Regions from separate parts of the Mus musculus genome. Here region 1 is linked to region 2. A link is a contact called in public Micro-C data. All regions are on one chromosome and are shown on one strand. The core of a region is the stretch at or near the end of the contact, and the rest is flanking DNA. Distances in the headings are between cores, read along the strand shown. Region 1 holds the start of Oxtr (oxytocin receptor). Region 2 holds the start of Arl8b (ADP-ribosylation factor-like 8B).

Evidence for each region. Hi-C and Micro-C count contacts between places; a contact is called where the count stands out from the background.
Region 1: a Micro-C map of embryonic stem cells shows a contact between it and region 2, with 5 times the contacts expected there. The contact joins the promoter of Oxtr here to the promoter of Arl8b in region 2. A contact is called at or near these places in 1 of 39 promoter capture datasets (cranial neural crest) and 1 of 484 Hi-C or Micro-C datasets (embryonic stem cells).

What each region holds. Positions count from the first base shown.
Region 1 is chr6:112,487,844-112,492,100 of GRCm38.p6, forward strand. Oxtr (oxytocin receptor) reads right to left here and starts at 1,982. Exons shown (of 2, transcript NM_001081147.2): 1 at 1,036-1,982. The coding sequence starts at 1,954.
Region 2 is chr6:108,780,761-108,784,995 of GRCm38.p6, forward strand. It overlaps Arl8b (ADP-ribosylation factor-like 8B), which reads left to right and starts at 2,299. Exons shown (of 7, transcript NM_026011.3): 1 at 2,299-2,617. The coding sequence starts at 2,495.

The DNA.
Region 1 (4,257 bases), core at 732-3,231, 3.7 Mb after region 2:
CACTGTGGAGCAAGGCAAGACGGCTCAGTGAATCCAGGCATCTGTGGTTTCCAGAAGGGAACAGAGGAGAGCAGTGAAACTCAGGTCCCCTGCACTGAGAACCTAGCTACCCCAGCGGAGGGATTTGCTGTTGGGAACAGCGGTGATTATATCCATAATACAATTTTGCACCGTCTAGGGTTAGAACAGACAAGTCCTTTCTGGCTGGTCTGTGAGGGAGACCAGGTCCTCCTACCCTTTTCCCCAGCTCTCTGGTTCCCCAGCCTCCTCCTCCTTCCTCAGCCCCCACTGGCTTCTAATGCATGCAGGCCACCATCCTATCCTACAACCTCGCTGGTCCTCCAGGGAGGATGGCTCTTTCTTCCTGCATCACAATCACACAGCCTCCCGATCAAAGCTGACCACTGTCCCCTTGGCTCCCTCCCTTGTCACCCCAGACCTATCTCTGTCCTCTAACCTACTCACCTCTCCTTTACTTCTGCCACACGAGACACTCTGGAATTGTCTTGACCTCTCCAGCGGTCCCTTAGAAGACCTATTCAGCTTTCACTGGACACCCAGTCAGCTTTCACGGGACCAACTGTTCTTTTCTTAGGTTGACCCTATCCAATCCGGACTTTCTGTGCTCAGGCTGACTTAAACTCATAAATTAAACTCAAAGTAGAGAAAGCCTGAGCCTGTGGTCAGGATGAAAACCCACTTCCATTCTGTCTCTCTGTAGGAAAGACAGTCGCCTGCCTCAGTTTCCCCCTCCTCAATAAGAATTTTCACACTGAAAGTTGCCCCAGGCCTGCACTGGAGTTCTTGCCTGCCTTCTGGCAAGAGTTTGCACTCTCGTGGGTATTTCTATGCTGTAGTCCTGGAGACACAGAGAAGTGACCTCCTCAAAGTCCAGAGACTGATGGACCTCGGGAGTGGAGTGCCACCAGAGACTGATGATGATGTGGAACCAGAAAGACCCTAGAACCCTGGGAGTCCAGAGATAGTGGAAGTAGGGCCTGGCCCTGCCACCCTCTTCCTCTCCACCCTCACTACCTTCTTTGGGCGCATTGACGTCCCAGACGCTCCACATCTGCACGAAGAAGAAAGGCGTCCAGCACACGATGAAGGCCAGAACAATGATGAAGGTCATCTTCACTGTGCGGATTTTGGCCTTGGAGATAAGCTTGACACTACTGACCCGTGCCAACGCCGCACGGCCAGCTCCACCGGCTGCGTCACTCCCCTCGGCAGCTGCCGCCGCGGCTGCCGTCTTGAGTCGCAGATTCTGCCAGATCTTGAAGCTGATGAGACCATAGCAGGCGGCCAGCACGATGACCGGTACAATGTAGACGGCGAGCGTGATCCACGTGACGTAGGCCTTGGGTCCCCAGGGCTGGATGAAGACCGCCCAGCAATCGAAGACGCCGTCCGCCACTTCGCGCAGCGAGAAAATGTGCACCTGCGGCACGCTGGCCACCAGGCAGCCGAGCCACGTCGCCAGCACCGCCAGGCGGTCGGTTCGGCGGCGCAGTGAGCGCAGCGGCTGGCAGATGGCCAGGCAGCGGTCGAGCGACATCAGCAACAGCAGGTAGGTGGAGGCGAACATGCCCACCACCTGCAAGTATTTGACCAGACGACACAGCAGGTCGGGCCCGTAGAAGCGGAAGGTGATGTCCCACAGCAGCTGCGGGAGAACCTGGAACACGGCCACCACCAGGTCGGCGATGCTCAGGTGCTTCATGAAAAAGAAGAGGCGCGAGTGCTTGTGGCGCGTCGTACGCAGCGCCAGCAGCACGCACGCGTTGCCACTCAGAGCCAGGAACAGTATGAGACACAGGACCGCCACCTCCACGCGCGCCAGGGCCTCGTTGCGTCGTGGCGGCCCGGCCGTGAGGTTACCCTCCGCCCCTGGTGGCACTCCACTCCCGAGGTCCAACTCGATACTCCAGTTGGCTGCGGGCGTGCCCTCCATGACCAACCGCGACCGCGACCGCGACCCTGAGGGAGCACCCGGCCTTGAGGCTCTTTAAAGTGTGGCACGTGGGGCGGGGCCCGGCGCTCAGTCCAGGTGTCTATGGGAGCACTCTGGCACTGACCTGCCTGTCCTCTCCCTGAAACAAACCAGGAGAACCGTGACAAGACCGTTGCGCTTCACTTAGGACCCGCGAGTGGGGCGTGTGTGTCCCCTCCCTGGGAATTTGAAGTTACCTGAGTCTCAGTGCACCAGCCCAGCCTTGGAGCTGCGCAGTGGTGGTGACTTCTCGGTGGTGACCGTAGGAATCCTAGTTTGAGGTACCTCCTTTGAGCTTCTGCAGATGCCCCTGCGCTTAGGTCCCAGGAAAGAGTCAGCCGCTCTGCCTGCAGAGAGGAAGCTTGCGATTAACCACTCTGCCCAAGAACAAGGACACACACCCCCAGCAGCCTCTCCCCACAGAGAACCCCCAAACCTACACCTCTCCTGTCAGGACACAGCACAGCCACGCCCTAAGGGATCCCCGAAGCCAGCCCCCGTAGTAAAAAGCTTTACTACGGGTACATCTTCCTGGGGTCCCCCCAAAAGCCCATCCTTCTTCACCTCCTGCTTCCAAGACTCAGCCCCAGCTCCCACAACTTCCCAACGCCGCTTGCTTCCGGAGGGACTCCCGCCTGCGAGCATAGTGCCCCCTCCTTACCTCCCACCCACCCCCACCCCCACCCCCACCCCCGCGCAACGCAAGGCTGCTATGCCAAAGACCCCAGAGGACGCCTTTCACAGAATCCCCAGCCCAGGAGCCCCGACAGTCAGGGGCTTTGCACCTTCGTCCAAGCTGTCACTTTTCAGTCTCTCTCGGTACACCCTGAGCACCTCCCGGAACCAGAGACGTGAAACGCGCCAGATCCTTCCCTCCGAACCTGAGGGTCCTACAGGTAGGTCCTAGGCATCCTGTCGCCACAGTGCGCAGGACCCAGCCACTTGAAGCGAGACTGCAGGTTAGCCCAAAGTTGCCTTGCCACCGGGGAAGTTGCACCACAGTGGATGGCCTCAGAGATGCATGGATTCTCCGCCCAGATTGGGAAAGCTGCTGGCGCCACCCTCCGTGCCACCAGGGGTAGAGATCTCGGCGTCTTTGCAAACTCCTACCTAGCCTGCGGCTTTGCTGGTGGCTGGATGCCTTAGGAAGGCAAGGGGAGAGCGCCAGCCAGGCTGTGAGCTGACCGAGTCAGCGCGCGGCGCTGTCTGAAGCTTTTCCACAACGGGAACCCTGAGCTGCGGCACCACATATGTCCGCTAGGGGGCAGAGCAAACCGGCCGCGGCGATCCCAGTGATCCGGGTCAGCTAACCCGGTAGTCGCTCAGATTTATTTCATAGTAGCTTAAAATTCCCAAACAACCCACCTAGCTCCTTCCTCTCTCGGTTTAGCTCTTGACGTTCTCAGAGATATAGGAACCTTGGAAAGTGACATTTGTTTTTCCCTGAGTAAATTGTAATAAAGACGCATTTCTTCGCCTTTTCGGTTTTTTTTTTTCCTTTACATCTTTTTAAAGAGAGCTCAGCTTAAGTTCTGTCTTTGGACTCGCTTTGCTCACATTCGCTTTAAGAAGAAATGGGAGATGTCTGCCCCTCCCACCAGCCTTGAGAGAAATCTTTATTTTAGGCTCTTTATGATGGAAATCTCTCTCTCTCTGTCTCTCTGACTCTCTCTGTCTCTCTGTCTCTCTCTCCCTCTCTCTCTCTCTCTCTCTCTCTCTCTCTCTCACACACACACACACACACACACACAAACACACACACACACACACACCCTGTATCCCCGCCCCACCCCCAGTCCGTCTGTCTGCGTATAAGGTTATTCTGCTTCTCAGTGGGCCAAAGGCCACCTCTGCCTTCTTACCATGCTTCAAAATTAAAATCCTAGCTGGCGCCAGAGCAAGATTAAATGTGAAGGGCTGCCTCTCCACCGCGTGGTCCTTTCCTATTTTGAAATCACTTTTTGAACTGATTTACAATGACCGAGGACCAAAAGGAACAGAAAGGGCCAAGGCTGGGGAATGAACAGGGCTCTCTAACGTGATTAGATGCATGTTTTATCCTGACATGTTATTTCTCCCTCTTCTAATTATGTGGAGAGACTTAAGTGATCCTAGACCAGTGGTTCCCGAATCTGCAATTATAGCACTGTGCCAAGATCTCCTAGGGGCAGAGTCTTCCAGGACCCTGCTCCAAGGTTCTACACTCTCCATGCCAAGGAGGCTTCGGGATTCCCTGGGCATTAGTTAATGGTGAGAGGCAAAGG
Region 2 (4,235 bases), core at 1,049-3,548:
GATTTGAACTCAGGACCTCTGGAAGAGCAGTCAGTACTCTTAACCACTGAGCCATCTCTCCAGCCCCTTCATTGAACTTTAAAACAAACTCTTTTTAACATTTCTTTATTGATTTGTGCACAAGAGCCATGCCAGGTATGTGGAGATCAGGGAGCAACTTGCTATAACTATTTTTTTTTTTCCTTTCCATTGTGAGAGGCCTGGGGATGGAACTTGGGTTGTCAGGTTTGGCAGCAATATTCCCAGTAAACGTTGAGAAATGTAACGAGGTCTGGCAGGGTGGCTCAGCTTGTAAGGGCACTTGCTGTACAGCCTGGAACCCACATAGCAGAGAATCAACTCTTACAAATTGTCCTCGGACCAATTCTCTCTCTCTGTGTGTGTGTCTCTCTCTCTGTCTCTCTGTCTCTGTCTCTGTCTCTCTGTCTCTGTCTCTGTCTCTCTCTCTCTCTCTCTCTCTCTCTCTCACACACACACACACACACACACACACACACACACACACACACACAGTCAGTCTTTTCATAGGGGCTACAGAGGTACCACAGCAGTTGAGTGCTTGCTGCTCTTGCAGAGGACCACCATGGAGGTCAACAACTGTCTGTCTGTAACTCCAGTTCCAGGGGACCCAATATCCTCTTCTGCTTTTCTCAGGTACCACATGCATGTGGTGCGAAGACACATGTGCAGGCAAGTCACACACACAGTAAAAACAATTAAGTCTTCAGGCTACCTTCTGTCTTCCCATCTTGTATAATCAAGTCCAAACTCGTGCCACCATATCCCACTCCCTCTGGTCCCTGAATTCTCTTCCACCTCTCCCTACTCCAGGCTTCCACCGATCTTTGCCAGTGTTGGGTACTGTCCAGAGAATAACCTACAATAGCTACACTTTTGGTTTTAAATGAACTTCTTAAGTGTACAGCAAGTGAAAGTAAAAGGATAAATAGCAAGTAGTAGACTGGTAGCCCCACTCCATCAAACTGCAAGGTCACAACATCCAGCAGAGATGACTAGAGTAGCTGATGGAGAGAGCTAACAAAGAAAGCATCCATTAAGTTAGAGATTTACAAATATGAAGCAGAAATCAACTGGGGAAGTTGGGGCAGCCAGCTGGAGTTCCTTTTTAAAAATATATTTTCAGTTAAAATATAATTCCATCATTTCCCCCTCGCCCCAGGCACACCATCCTTCAAAGTCCAAACCACTTCACTGTCCTTCCCCATTCAGGGTCTTTTCCTGGAATGTGCTTCTACCAAACGTCAGCCTGCTTCTCCTTCTCACTTCCCTCAAGCCTTTCCACTCAGGACCACCTGACTTAAAGACAAGCAGGCCGGCTCCAGCTTCTTCTCTGTTCCTCTTCTTTATAGTGTTAAGTACCACGTGGCATTTTCTCGTTTGTTTGCTGTATATGTTCTGTTCTCCACACTGGACTGTAACCCGCAGGAGGGCAGGGATTTTGCTGTCACTAATGTTTTGCTGTGTTAGAAACAAACCCTGTGTCTTTCACATGCTGGGAAAGAAATTTTCCCTATTAATTAATTCATTTATTTATTCACTTTACATTCGGATCACTGCCTCTGCCCCATCCTCCCTTGAGCCCTAGTTAGACCCAGAGTGCTCCATACAGGCCAGGCAAGCATTCTACCACTGGGTTACATCCCCATCCCAGATTCTGATTTTTTTTTTTTTTTATTCCGTGTTCAATTCCTCCGAGTATTAACTTTTTCCTTCAGGGTACATTGCCAATGAACAATTATAGGAAAATTCAATCAAAAAGTGAACGAGGACCAACTCTTTGTTTTTTTTTAAAGATTATTATTATTTATGTGTTTCGTTGTGGGAGTATGCGCATATGTTTGCAGAATGTACAAGGTCAGAAAGCCCTAGATCTGGATCCCCCAGAGTTGAAGTTACAGGCTGATGAGGGCTGCCAGGTGTGGGTGCTGGGTCCTGAACTTGGGTCTTCTGAAAGAGCCTCAAGCACTTTTAACCACCGAGTCATTTCTGTAACCCCACCTTCTGTGTTTATTGAACTCTTGATCCTCCTGCCTCCACCTCTCAAGTACTGAAATTGTTGACATGCGTTTGCTGGGAGACCCATAATTTGGGGGGAAAAAAAAAAAGAAAGAAAGAAAAGAAAAGAGGAAAGGCATGTGACAAGTGAATTGGCACCAAGGCGAGGGAAGGGTGTGTCGTGGGATTCACCATCAGGTGGCGATGTCGCCGGAGGGCGCTGGGAGTCTACGGGACCGCGCCGCTCTTTCCGTGCGCTTCCGCGCCTGCGCTGGGCCAGGCGTGGGGGGGGTAGGGCGAGTCATATGACCCGCTGGGCTTCCTGGCTCCGGCCGTCGCTGCCGCCAGCCTCTGTCTGCCCGCGTCGCGCCAGGGGCCCCGCCGAAGAGCCGTTGGCGGGTTCGGGGCCGATACCCGCTCGTGGGAAAGAGTGTCCGCTGTCGTCCGCGCCCGTCCACGCTCGCAGCCGGCCGCCGCCATGCTGGCGCTCATCTCCCGCCTGCTGGACTGGTTCCGTTCGCTCTTCTGGAAGGAGGAGATGGAACTGACGCTCGTGGGGCTGCAGTACTCCGGCAAGACCACCTTCGTCAATGTCATCGCGGTGAGCAGCCCTCTGCGGGCGGCCTGGCCGGCGTCTCGCGCCTGTCACCTCCCCGAAGGCCGGGCCGGGCGATCCTGCGTGTGTGGGCCTCGGAGTTGTAGCCGGAGGGTCGGCAGCAGGAGGGTCAATTCCACGTTGCGTTTTGGTGGTGGTGGTGGGGGCTGTGCCTTTAACACGGCCTGGAAAGGGTTAATCCGAGTCTGCCACACTTGCTGCCTTTCGGGCCGTAGAGGCTGAAGGGTTAATTCCAACCTGTCACTTGTTCACCCGGACGGGTGAGCCTGGCCTTTTCCAGAACGCCTGCGAAGGGGACGCCTCTCCTAAGTCTCCACTTGGGACGATGGAGTCGCATTGTGAAAGCAGGCAACCCGTGTGGGCGCTTCTGTGAATGCCAGGGGGAGCCTCGGCGCCTCCAGTTCGCTTGGTCTTTGTCACTTGTCCATGGAGCGTCGGAGAGCAAACTGATGACCTAGCTTACTGGGGGAAGCTGTTGGAGAGACCATTCAGATCCCAGTATTTTCTAAGACAGGGAGCAAGGGCGAGGCGAGTCTCGGTTTCTCCACAGCTGATTGTGTTAAACGGGTAGATAGATGGATCTGCATTCAACATAAAGTTTGCAGGCTTTGGTCTTTAGAGAGATTTTTTTTTTTCTTCCCTCTTGCAGAAGGAATTTGTTTGGATTGGGACGTAGCTTATGGAGGCTCAGGGAAGTTGCCTAGTAAATATAATGTGAATTCGGTGGGAGAGTGGTCGTTGAGTTTTGCGTCTTTGATTGGTTGGGAAAGGAATGGGCGTGAATGTCAGTCTTTGGAGCCAAGGAGTCATTGCACAGTTTTAGGGCTGTACTTAGAGGGTTGAGCTTTACAATTGTTCTGATGAGAAGTGGCGGCAGTTCCTAGACCTTCAAGAGGATTGTTGCAATCCTCACACAGGAGACAGCTGAGCTGCCCGACTGGTTTGGCTACACACTGCCCTGGGAAAACCTAGGTAACGTGTGACTCAGTCCCTGTAGTAATAGAGCAACAGGCGTCAGAGAGAGGAGCGGAGGCTCAAATCTCTTTCGAAGATGGCTGAATATATAAGTGTAAGGAAACTTTCCCGAACTTCATGTTAGGCTCTTTCTATGTTGCCTCTACCCCGACCCCAAGAGAACAAGGCAGAACAGACTTTAGACTCTTTCATACTAGAACTTTTCTACAGGCTTCAAGCTGTTCATTTTCTGTTACCCTAGATAAGAATTGGAGTTTCCTCGGGACTCCTGTCCCTTGGGCAAGATCGAAATGGTACACGTGGGTGTGTTGGGATGGCCAGTTGTATTTGCTGCGGAGGAGTTAATGCAAGGACCTGCACCAATGAGTAGGATTTAAGAGATGTACTGCTTACTCTCATGCCTGTATTATCACTGGGCAGTGTAGCTTGATATATATAACAAGCCTGAACTTTTATGCCATGCAGTTCTGGATTTGCAATCTGGATCTTAGCAGCCTTGGGTCTGGTTGAGTCGATTTCTGTTTTCTTGTCTATGAAGTGCAGATAACAATAGAGTCCTTAGCAGAGTTGCTCTGAGGTCTAACCAGGAGGAGGAGGGAAGTGTTAACATGTAGATGGCTGTACTACC